Regions from separate parts of the Mus musculus genome. Here region 1 is linked to region 2. Evidence: chromatin contacts called from public HiChIP or PLAC-seq data. All regions are on one chromosome and are shown on one strand. Each heading gives the region's core, a stretch centred on a gene start, on an enhancer-like site or on the middle of the called end of the contact. The rest is flanking DNA. Distances are from core to core; before and after follow the strand shown. Region 1 holds the start of Cacna1c (calcium channel, voltage-dependent, L type, alpha 1C subunit). Region 2 overlaps Cacna1c (calcium channel, voltage-dependent, L type, alpha 1C subunit).

Region 1 (5,650 bases), core at 1,034-3,533, 43 kb before region 2:
TGCAGCTCTACCCCCCCGCCCCCCGTGTCACCCTTGGCCACCCTGCTCAGCAGAGAGCAAGATAAATACAAGAAAATGAATTTGGTGTCAGGTTCTCCCTGACGAGGTCCCAGTTGGGTGTCCCTGGCCAGGGAGCACTTGTGTCAGTCTCTCCCATCTATAAAATAGAGACAATAATTCCTACCTTATGATGTAGCAGCGTGGAGCCAGTGAGGCAACGCCTGTAGAGTATTGCTCCATGGTTGGCACAGAGTTATGTGACAATATGAGCCATCACTCTTCTTGTGCCACAGGGTGCAATGGGACTGCAGACCAATTTTATTATTGGCTTATACAATCAGTCACACTTGCCCTTGAGATACAATCCAACAAGCTCCCCAAATGGGACTGTGTAATTTCTAATTTTCTTTCTCACACTGGAGGTTGCAAGTTGAGTAATCACAGACCAGGATGGCAAAGACACACCCCTTAGAGCAGCAACAAACAATTAGATCACCATTAAGTTTAATTTAGGGAAAATGAGGAGTTGGTAAGGTTTTGGGTCTCAAGCAGTGACCAGGGAGGCATCTTGAGATGATGCAGCGAATGGTACTTCTGGGGACATTCCTTCATTCCTTCATTCACTCACTCAGCATGAATGTATTAGGTACCCACTACCTACCAGATGTTGCTCCAAGAAACGCAGTGAGAAAACAGTACTAGGAGTCTTTGCTGGGGGTAGGCAGGTCGCAGTGTTTACTCAGGGTAAGACTAAGAACAGGGGAAAGAGGTTTGTGTGTGCAGGGTGTGAGTGCAGGCGAGGGGATCATTTCTGGAGGAACAGCGAGGAGGAACAGCAGTTGGAAAGTGTGTGATGGACGTCGTCCCTAGCTGTTCCTGCAGTCCTTGTAGGATACTGTCACTGTCACTAAAATGACAGAGGCCACTGGAGGGTCTGGGTTAGACGCACCCTTTGAAGTGGATTGTTCCAACCGAACGAACCCGAGGAGAGGAGGGTAAATAGAGAACCAGCTACTGCAGAGCGCCAGAGGTAGAACTTTGGCTCAGCCATGGAAGGTGGCAGCAGAGAAAGCCAGGGAAGGTTACACTGCCTTGTTCTGTCTGAGGTGAATTCCGAGATATACTGATGTGAAGCGGTGGAGGAGATCAAGTCAAGGTGTCTCCAGGGTTCTTCAGCTGAGTTGGGGGAAGGCTGTGTGAGAAGCAGGCCTGGACATATAAGGTTTGATTCTCAAGTGGAGAGGGCAGGTTGGCTGGCCTATGGGTGAGAAGGAAGGTCTAAACTGGAGATTTGCAGCTGACACTTAGCCGTGCTTAAAGCCACGTAGATGATAGGGTCTTTTAGGGAACCTGGAGACAGGGCGTGAAGTCTTCTAAGGGTTGATATTTAGATCTGGTTTCCCAGTGGTAGGCCCTTCTAGAATGGGCTCACCAGCCCCATCTAGAGGGTCGTGCGTGCAGGAGGTGCCATACATATTACTGTGACAGCGAGAGTCAGGGAGAAGTGTTTCATAGCTCCCCGCCAGGGTGGCAGAATTAAGAGAAGTAGGTAAGGAGACACTGGCAGAACACGTGCTCGCCTGACCCCAAGGAGAGAGCAAACCTGGCTGTGTTAATGTTCTCAGACATCTGGGCACCACTGCTGCCTTGCCCACAAGGCTCCGCCTCTTGGGCTCTCTCTCTCCCCGCCCATCTGCCCATCCTTGCCTGTGTGTGTCACTTCTACAACCGCTCTGATTGTAATCGATCAACAGAATCACGGCTCATTTTGCTGTTTCGTCCGGTCGATGTGAAAGGGGCCGGGAGTTGGGCACATTGTAGTTCGTGTTGCCGGGATTCCCCTCCCAGGCCTTGCTAGCGTGGCGCCCCCCCCCACCCCCCCAGGGACGCGCGGTGGCCGCGGGGCCTCGGGAGGGTGGAGGTCTTGCAGCCGGGCTCTCGGAGGTGTGTCCGCTCCTGGGCTCGTTCCCCGCCGTCGCGAAGCCAGGGGGTTCTCGCGTGGCGGCGCCGCTCCACTCGGGCTCCGGTCCCCGCCGCGCGCCGCCGCCACATCTGGAAGCGTTCAGCTCGTCTGCTCCGGCGCGCCGGGCGGGCGGGCGGGCGGGCGGGCGCGGGCAGGGGCGGGCGCGGGCGCGGCGGGGCTGGAGGGAGGAGGGAGGCCGCGCCGCGCTCTCGCGCCCGGTGTCTCCCTCTCGCTGCCTCTGCAGAAACAGCTCCCTGCCAGAACGGCGCTCGGCGCGGCGCGGCCCGGAGCGGCGGCGGCAGTGGCGGCGGCGGCGGCGACGCTTCCCGCGGGCTCGCCCTCAGGTGTTCGCGGCTGCCGTCGCCGAAGATCGCGGGTCGGGGCCTCGCGGCGATCGCCCTGGGCGGGCCGGAGACGCCTCGGGCCCCCTGGCGGCTCGGGGTCCACCCGGCGCCGCGGGCCCGCCGCTTTCCCTCGCCTCGCCTTTGCGCCTCTTCTCGCTCTGCCTCTCCATTTATTATTCTTATCATTTTTATTTTCAAATGGTGTAGCCGCCAGAGGTGCGGTGCTAAATTCTTGGAAGGGGCCCGGATGTACTGAGGATGCATTACAATCTCACGAAAGGAGGCGGTAGTGGAAAGCAGCAGTTTTTGGTGTTTGGTGCAATAATGGGGATCAGGTAATCACCCGAAGGGAGCAAGAACCACTGCGGATCCACGGGTTCCTGGATTTGCGCGAGAGCCGCCGGCCTCGGAGGAGGGATCCATCCCGAGCCGCTCGCGGCTGTTGCTGCATTTCTTCCTCTTTGTGGCTTCTCCTTTCCAAGCAGTTTTTGGCCAATGGTCAATGAAAACACGAGGATGTACGTTCCAGAGGAAAACCACCAAGGTAAGCGGGACCCCAGCGCCTCGCCGGGCTCGCCCGCGCTGCCCACGGCGGGTCCCGGTGGAGCGGCCCTCGCCGCGTGCCTCGCGAGGGGCGCCAACCCCGCGCGCGGGAGCCCGCGGGAGCCGGCCGAGCCGCCGTGCGAGCCGGAGCGGAAAATTCCCGCCCCTCCCCCTCCGCGGCCGGGCTTCTTCGGAGCATGTGGTTCCCATGAAATCCCGAGCGAGGGGGAAAGTTCCCCAAGTGTCGGCGCTGCCTGCATTTCTCGCCTTTGCCTCGAAAGCCGGCCGGCCAGTCTGGCCACGGCGAGCCGAGGAGCCGCTGCTTCGGGGTCCCTTGCTTTGCTGGGGCGCGGCAGGGAACGCGCGCTCTCGCGCGCACCCCTACGGAGACCAGCCCCGCGCCGGTGGCCCCCCAGGCTGCCCCACGTCCACTCTTCCCGACGCCACTTCCTCGGGCAGTGCGCTCCGGGTCGCGGGTGGGGGTGGGGGCGGGGGCTGCAGCTGTGCGTCTCAGCGCGCCTCCTCTCTCCAGGCTCTCAGGCTCTTCGGCTTCTCAACACCGCCCACCTCTCCACTGCCATTGACCCCGAGCGAGCCCACGCCGGGTGCCGGGTGTGTTACTGTTAGCACCCCAGTGTGGACTCGCACCTGAGGATGGAAAGCGGTTAGAAGCCTCAGTGATGTGTGGGCTTTGCTTTTCCATGTTTTCAGGGAATCATGAAAGGGTGTGACTAGCTCTGAGGCTCCATACTTAGTGTTCTCTAAGCATCTCCATCCTGGGCATCAAGTGTCATCAGCTCCCCTCTAATGGTGAATGGCTTTCGGGTAGCTCCCCACTTCTTGGAAACTTTCTCCCTCTCCTCCCCAGTCCCCATCGACAAGTTATTATTTTTGACATTGCTTAGTGGTTAAGGTGATCAAGCTGAAGTGTCTTGCAGTCCCAAGATGCCCTTTCTACGGGCTCTCTGCCCCGTTGCTTGACTGTTCCCTTTCTCTTTCGCCTTCAGCAGCTACCGTTGCTCTTCCACATTGTGTCTTTCCTTGCCTTGCCAGGGTACTTCTTAGTGACTCTCCAGAGCCTTGCCTTGTGGAAGTAATCTCCAGGCCTGATACTGGTACCCAGCCCCTTCTTCCTTTTACCCTTTTGTCACCATTTGGGGAAAGGGCTATTGCCTTTGCAGATTAAGGCTGCCGGGGAGCTGGCTTTACAGCTGGTCTTCTTTCATCTGGAAGCAGCTGGCTTTCTGCTTTCTGTCTTGGGTGGCAGCATTGGGATTTTGTCCTCCTTAAGAAGAAAGACTTGTCCAGGGTCATGGGTACTAGGTCTTTTTATGCCATACGGGCAGCCTGGATTACCTGCCCTTATCCTGCCTCTGTCCTCAAATCCCTTTCCTAGCTGATGGAGTTATGGTTGGTTCAGGAGGAGGAGAGATGAGACATAGAGGAAAGGGTGATATTTTTGTAGAGTGGGGGTGGGCTAGCTTTTTCAGGTTCTGCCCATGCCCTCAGTCTAAGCAAGTTGGCAGAGGAGAACCCAGCAGTATTGTCCCATCTGTCACTACCCAGGGCAAGACATCTTTGTAAAACAGGTATGCCCATAGTTGGCATGGTCTCCTAGTAGTGTAGGGTAAAGCCCTTCTTAGCTTACTTTCTTACTCTGCTTCTTTTCTCTTGCTACTTTGCTTCTCGATGGCATCCCTAAGCCCCTTGCAGGGAGCAGGCATTCAATGCAGGAGCAATAGCCCTACAGGTTCTGGAGAACGATGTAGGGGGAAGAGGAGGCAGCGGTGGCCAGGAACTCTATACCTTTCCAGCAGAGAGCCAGCAGACACTCTAGAACCTGGATGGTCCTCTCCCTCAGAGCTGCAGTGGTTACATAATTCACAGGAGCACTTTCGCCTCCATCCCTAGATGCGGTTCTTAGGTAAAAGAGCGCCAGGGTCCTTGTCCCCCTCTGCCTCCCACCTTCTTGCTCTTGATTGGCTAGGCTTCTTTTGAGGGAGGGTTGGGGAAGGTGGCAGAGGTGGGAAGGACAGACCTGGAGGAGTGTGAATATTTACAAGAAGTGGCTGGCTTAGTAACTCCGTGGCGGAGGAAACATAGTTGGGGGCTAGAGTTTCAGAAGGCAGGTCTTTGAGAAGAGGAGCCAAGGGATGACCTCAGAACAGCAACAGTGACCAATCAGAGTGGAGAACCAAATAAGTTGCCAGGTGGCTGTTTTCTTCTCTCCTGACTGGCTTGCAAGAACCGAATGCACCTCCTTCTCACCGATTTTCAGTGGTGTATGTGCACCTGTGAGCTGAGGGGCGGACTGTGGAAATCCGAGGCCAGCACCGTGAGACAGCCTAGAAGCTGAGGGAAGGAAGGGCTCTGTTCTCAGGCTTCAGGCTGGAGGTTATATTCGTGCAAGCTGTGCCTCACTTCTGTTACCCTCTCTGGTCCTATTCCAGCCTTCTACTTTTCTGGGTTGATTATCCAGTATAGGCTCCAGCTAGCAAGTGAAATTTCTTAATAGTCAACCATTTAACACAAAAACCCCAGAATGTCCCCTAACTGCCAGAGACAAGGCAGAGGGGAGGGGAAAACACAGTGTGCTTTTTCTTTAAACTATTCAGCCATAGGGGGGGGGGATGGCAATTATCATTTAAAATATGGTAATAATACAATGATCACAGCTAACTCTTTTCAAAGGGTCCGAGAGCCGCCCCTCAGCCTGTGCAGCTTATGAGAAGGCTTCTTGACATCGGCTTCTCCATCTCTGCAAGTTGCAGGGAGGAAGCTGGAGAAAGGAGGCTTTTTT
Region 2 (5,932 bases), core at 514-3,013:
TGCGCGAGGCTTCCTTCTGCTCTTTTGTATTGTTACCAACACTTGCTACCTTCTAGTGTTAATCGTAGAAATACTGGTTGTGGCGCTGCCTCTCTGGCTTTGTGGACTTCCATGTAACTGTGATGAGGCTGGGATGGACAGAATGAGAGGGAAGAGAAAGAGACCTCCCAGGGTCTTCCTCGCTACCCTTCTCAGATGAATGCCCCTTGGTTGCACTTGGTTCTCATGTGTAGCTTTCAGAAGGTCGTGTGGCCCTATGCACAAGCTAATAGGAGGCAGTGAGCAGAGTAGCTGGATGCAATCTCAGGCTACTTCTGCATTGGAAAGAGTCCACCAAATGTGGGGCAAGTCTGGGCCTAGACAGCTGTATATCGATATGGAGCTTATTTTGCCTGTGGCTTTCTTGCTGTTGCTTTGGTTGCCTTCTGCCTTGTTGTTTGCCTGTTGGTAGGGGCTTTGGGGAGTTAACAAGACAAATAGGCATAATCCCCATTGTAAGTGAAATAAATGTTATACTTTTCACATAGCATTATTAAATGTCCGGGAATATGAAGGAATAAGGAAATGGTGTTTTCTTCTACCTTGGTGAGGATGAGAGGCATCCAGGTGTAAGACTATAGGCCTTCGTGACTCTGTTTCTGTACTTATATTGTTTTTTCAGTGTGTGACTCTGAGGGGTAGCACCCCTCCTCTCTGCCATGCAACCCCAATAGTGGGACAATTTCAGAGCCTTTTCTTGATGGATTCCTTGGAATGGGGGCAACATTTTGTGGGATGTCTCTGTATTTGCAGTTTCCTCTCAGGAACTGACACTTGATCTGGGCATATGGAATGCATCAACTTGAAGATATGGCTACATAAACGGAAGAATGTGCATAAGGAGAATATTTAAAATAATAACACACTTTTCATATTCATGTCTCTTCATTGAAAGAAGGTAGTCTTCCTTTGTGTCCCGAGGCACTCTGTGTGGGGATCTGGAGCAGTTCTTATTAATAGCTATTGCTCTATGGGTAGAACTTCCAGACATGCAATCTCATTAAGTATTCTTGTTCATCCTGCAAAGAATGCGTTGCTAATTCTATTTTTCAGAGCAATTGACTGAGGCCCAGAGAAATGTCTATTTATTTGGTACTTTATAGACTCAGGAGCCTGGGTGTATGTTGTGTGACAAAACTTTCCCTGGGGAGATGCCACACGTACAGCTACTCACCCCAGATAGGGAACGTACAACAGACACAGTACGTGTACCACTAAAGCCTGTTTTCAGCCACCTTTCTATCTTGTTCACCTTCAGGCCACATAGTTTTATTCTGTAGAGTCACTGCTGCAAATGCCTATCTGTGTGTGGCCTTTGTCGAGAGCCTTGGCTTCAGGCAGCACAAAGTCACCAGGAGTTCATGAAGATGGGAATCCCTGCTCCTTTCTGTGATAGCAGGCAGATACTTGCTAGGCAGGCTAGGCCCCCTCTAGAGGAACTTTCAGCAGTGGGACAGGAGTTGGGCACTAGTTTGGCTGTGGTAATTTTGGTGATATCTGTAATTTATAAAACAAAATCAGACTTGTCCTTCCTCACCGAAGAATCAATGTATGACATTTGGGAAATGCAAAACAACCAACCAACCAAACAAACAAACAAAGTGAAAGTGTGAACTCTCAGGTATTCTGTCAGGGTTTTGCCAAGCTGCTGTGACACTGTCCCCAGGTACTAGTTACCCCAAGGACTTCCTGTTTGTCCAGCATGATGTTTGCCCCCGGTCAGAGCCAATTACATCGCTTAACGAGAGAGTCTGCAATGTTGACTTTCAGTAGGCTCACTCTGAGCTCACTGAATTTATGGGTGCTGTCAGCAAGTGGTGTTGTGAACAGCAGAAATGGTGCCTCCCTTGCCTCCATGCTGGGGAAGAAGACGTGGAGGGGTAGTTTACCATCATCATGGTTTGCCCTCAGTGATGGGAGCCGTGATTTAGCTGCATGCATGCAAGAGTTTTCCTCCTTTTATGCCTGCCGATGCTGGCCACCAAAGATAACGTAGCACTATGATTAGTGTCTAGTGGGGAAGGTTAACCTTAGTCTGGAGCAGATGGCTCTTTCCTCAGTAGGACTCTCTCTCTATGGAGGTTCCTTTTCCTCTGTCACCTTCTTGACTTGCCACACTGCAGAGAAGAGGTTTCCGTGCTGGTCTGAGAAGGTGCGGGTGCTGTCAGCAGGGCCACCTTCTGGTTACTGTGGCCGTGGAGAGGCTTGGGTTCTCTACCTGCCTGTCCCCTTGCCTTTGGTGGGTCATCAGAGGAAGGTGCGCTATTTAAGGCAGCAGCTGATCTGCTGAGTTGGTGAGATGCTGCAGATGTCCTTGCCCCTCGCTGCCCCTTATTGGTGGAACAGATGCGACAGCTCTGGGCACGGGACTGCTCTTCGCATCCCTTCTGTTCTGGAAAGGTGAGGAAGAGCTGGAACGCTGCTGGACTGTGTTCAAGCAGCTCAGTTGCTCTGCTCCACGGCAGACACACTCAAGGGAGAAAGCTTTCATGTCGACCGCCCCTCCCAGCCTGAGGGACAATATCAGGTTTCTATCAGCCCATTGAGGAGAATTGTTCCACACTTAGTTTTTTGAGTGTCAGACAGGTAAAGATAGCCGTGGCCTCACTGTCTATCAGAGCTGAGAATCCTTACGCTTTGGTAGGTCTTTTTGCAGGCAGTGGTTAGTTCAAGAAAAGCCGCCCGTCTATCACATCCAGACCCATTCTTGGTCGCTCCCCTTCCCTGCTTAGAAACCAAGTGCTTCCTTATTCTCTTTCTTTCCTCATACCCCAGGCTTCACCGTGTGCTCTGCTCTGAGTGCACAGTAGTACCGCCCAATGTGATACTCTGTGTCTATTTAGATGGAGATTAATTGAAATGAAATAGAAATTAAAATGTGCTTCCTCCATTGTCCCAGAGACGTTTCATGTGCTCTACAGACACATTTGACGGACAGCCACTATATTGGATAGTTCAAAATGACATCCCATTTTCACTACTGTAAATGTGATGATTGGGATGGGGAGTAGTGGCTCATGCCTGTAATCCCAGCATCTGGGCAGCCCGGACAGGAGAATGGCCTTTTGTTTGAGATCATCTTGGGCTATCGAGTGAGTTTGAGGCTCATCCAGGTCTGTAGAGTGAGTCTCTGTCTCAGAAAACAAAAATCCAAACCCAAATAACAACAACAGAGCTGTAGTGCATAGCACGATGCTGTAAGCCGATGTGTCTTGAGCAGCTGTGGTGACTTTAGGAAGAAAGGATACAGGATACAGGAATGGAAGGACGTTAGCTGGAAGAGTTGGGGCAGGAGGCCATAGGTGTCTTGTAGGAATGACATCTGAAGAGCGTTGCAGAACAGGTCAAGGGATCTGCATTTGGTAGGAAGCTGGGGACGTCACAGCCTCCAATGCCCCTGGGGTTAGGAAACTGTTGGCAGGGCCTGGAAGCACTGTACCAGTGAGCAGATTCCTGCCCTGTCTGGTTTTGTTTTGTTTTGTTTTGTTTTGGGTCTTAGTTGTGCAGTCTTAAAGGTGCATTAGGAATTCTGGCTTTCGGACAACTGAGACTGAGGTCTTTGTCTCTGGTAGGAAGGCAGTAGGAAGAAGCTGGAAGAGCATCCATGCCAGTGTCTGCCTGTCACTCCATGCCACAGGGTGACCCTGTAAGGCCTGCTGGATTCATCTGTGGATATGATCCTCTAAGCTGTTGACAGATAGTCTTGGCTGGCTCAAGACCAGGAGACAACAAGGTCCTCTTGCTTTCCAGTCACCAGGTGTGCGCTGGCTCAGGCCAGGACACCTTCAATTTCACTACACTTCTATGGGTCCCTTGTCACCCATGAGGGCTTGATAGATGCAGAATACAGGTAGATGGCTGCAAAGGTTTTTGGTGACCCCTGACCCAAAAGGAGGCCATTGCTGTGCACTTAGGGACTTGAGTGACAAGGACTGCAGCAGGACAGCCATTGCAGCCTTCTCCTTCCTGGGGCAAGCTGCCTTCTGATCTGCCAGTCACTTAGGCATTCTTCAGGAGTCACCAGCTCTATTTCTGGCAGAAGTCACATGACCACAGGAGGAGGCTATGATGTTGAAGTCCATATCTTTTCCATGTCTGTGGCTCATTAGAGATCCCTTTATGTTGCCCAGGGAGCTGAGCATCTTTACCTAAGGGTAGTGTGGAGGAGGGAGGTGGCAAGAATACTGGATCCTACTGGTTAGGTTCTGTGTCCTTGGATAGACAGATATTTTTTTTATATTTCTAATTAATTTATTCTTGCATATATTGCATCTTGACCACAGTTTTCCCCCCTCTTCTCCTCCTGGACACACCCTTCTCACCTTCCCCTTCCCATCCACTCCTCCCCCATTTCCTTTTAGAAAAGGCCAGGCCACCCAGGGATCTCAATCAATTATGGCATCTCAAGTTGTAATAAGACTGGGCACTTCCCTCATAGTAAGGCTGGATGAGGCAACCCAGTGGGAGGAAAAGCGTCTCAAAAGCAAGCAAAGGCATCAGAGACAGCTCCCCACCCCCACTCCCACTGTTGGGAGTTCTACAGAAACACTAAACCACACAAGAACAGCATATCTACAGAGGGCTGAGGTCAGACACAAACAGGTGGCCTGCTTGTTGGTTCAGACTCAGTGAGCCCCTGTGAGTCCAGTTTGCTGATTCTGTGGGTTTTCTTGTGGTGTCCTTGTCCCTTTTAGCTCCTACAATCCTCCCTCCCTTCTTCCATAGGATTCGCTGAGCTCTGCCTAATGTTTGACTCTGGGTCTCTGCATCTGTTACGATCAGTCGCTGAGTGGAGCCTCTGTGGTGGTGATTATTCCAGGCAAAATCATTTCTTTACTTCTTTTTTTTTCCTAGGTGTTTTTGGTTCTATCCTACATCTCTGGGCCATCTGGCCTCTGGTTTCTGGTCCTCCAGGCAGGGTCAGGGATAGGCGTTCTCTCATGGTGTGGGTCTCGAGCTAGACTATCATTGGTTCGCCACACCCACAATTTCTCTGCCACCTGTACTCCAGCATATCTTGCTGGCAGGGCAAAATGTAGTTTGACGGTTTTGTGGTTGGCGTTCCAGTCCCTCCACTGGAAGTCTTGCCTGGTTCTGGGGGATTAGAGGTTTTAAGACAGAGTTGTTTAAAGCCAGATTTAGCCTATGAATAGAAAGCACTAGGGGCTGAGGGAAGAACTTTCTAAGTATTCATAAACTCATGGTAGCTGACAAGAACCGGATCTGTTTGAGGGATGAAAGGAAACCGCGTACAATAATCCCAGCAAAGTTGGCCTGAGCCGGCATGCACAGATTTCAAGAATCATGATGGGAGGTTTGGGTTTGAAAATGATTGATGTAGGAGAATGACAGGGTCTGATTTAGTGTTTGTATTTCCTAAAAGATCATTGTGACTGCCTGTGAGTGAGGCTAGGGTTGGAGCGAGGGAAACCTGGAAATGGGAGAAATCTCAGGGATTCCAGCAGCAGGAAATGAATGGTGGCTTGGACTAGAGTGGTGGCATGGGAGGAGGAAAGAGCTGGTCTCCTTTCTCCCCTCAGAGCTCCGCTCCTGTCCACAGAGTAAGGGGAAGGCCACAGTGCTTACGGTGTAGATAGACAGACTTCACCAGGTAAACGTTTAATGTTTACCTGTGGCCTATCTTGTGTCAGGCAGCTCTCTGTCACTAAGACGACACCACACCAGAGGCCACAGCATGTAAGGGGCAACAGTTTATGTTGACTCACAGTCTAGAAGAGTCAGTCCATGGTCCATTGGCTCAGTACTTTTGGATCTGTGGGAGACAGTATGTTATGGTCAAGATGTACGGCTTACCTTTTACCTTGTGGTAGCTGGGAAGCTGAAGGACAGGGAGGGGTGGGCTATAATATTCCCTCAGGACCATATCTCCAGT

Evidence for each region. HiChIP or PLAC-seq counts read pairs in DNA pulled down with a chosen protein or histone mark.
Region 1: a contact with region 2 is called in an H3K4me3 HiChIP or PLAC-seq map of the SCID.adh cell line, with 26 read pairs. The contact joins the promoter of Cacna1c here to the enhancer-like site in region 2. A contact is called at or near these places in 1 of 15 datasets of contacts at CTCF or cohesin (the NIH/3T3 cell line), 4 of 484 Hi-C or Micro-C datasets (the HL-1 cell line, the P5424 cell line, Sertoli cells and 1 more) and 2 of 115 datasets of contacts at active chromatin or transcription factors (the SCID.adh cell line and cardiomyocytes).

Annotation. Positions count from the first base shown.
Region 1 is chr6:119,105,128-119,110,777 of GRCm38.p6, reverse strand. It overlaps Cacna1c (calcium channel, voltage-dependent, L type, alpha 1C subunit), which reads left to right and starts at 2,283. Exons shown (of 47, transcript NM_001159534.2): 1 at 2,283-2,851. The coding sequence starts at 2,803.
Region 2 is chr6:119,060,987-119,066,918 of GRCm38.p6, reverse strand. All of the region lies in intron 1 of Cacna1c (calcium channel, voltage-dependent, L type, alpha 1C subunit), which reads left to right. Among named protein-coding and RNA genes, the nearest start is that of Cacna1c, 45 kb to the left of the region's middle. Within about 2 kb of position 1,763, at least 4 of the 459 cell types and tissues checked have an H3K27ac peak or open chromatin away from gene starts, as enhancers often do. A contact at or near this core is called in the SCID.adh cell line, where this site is marked.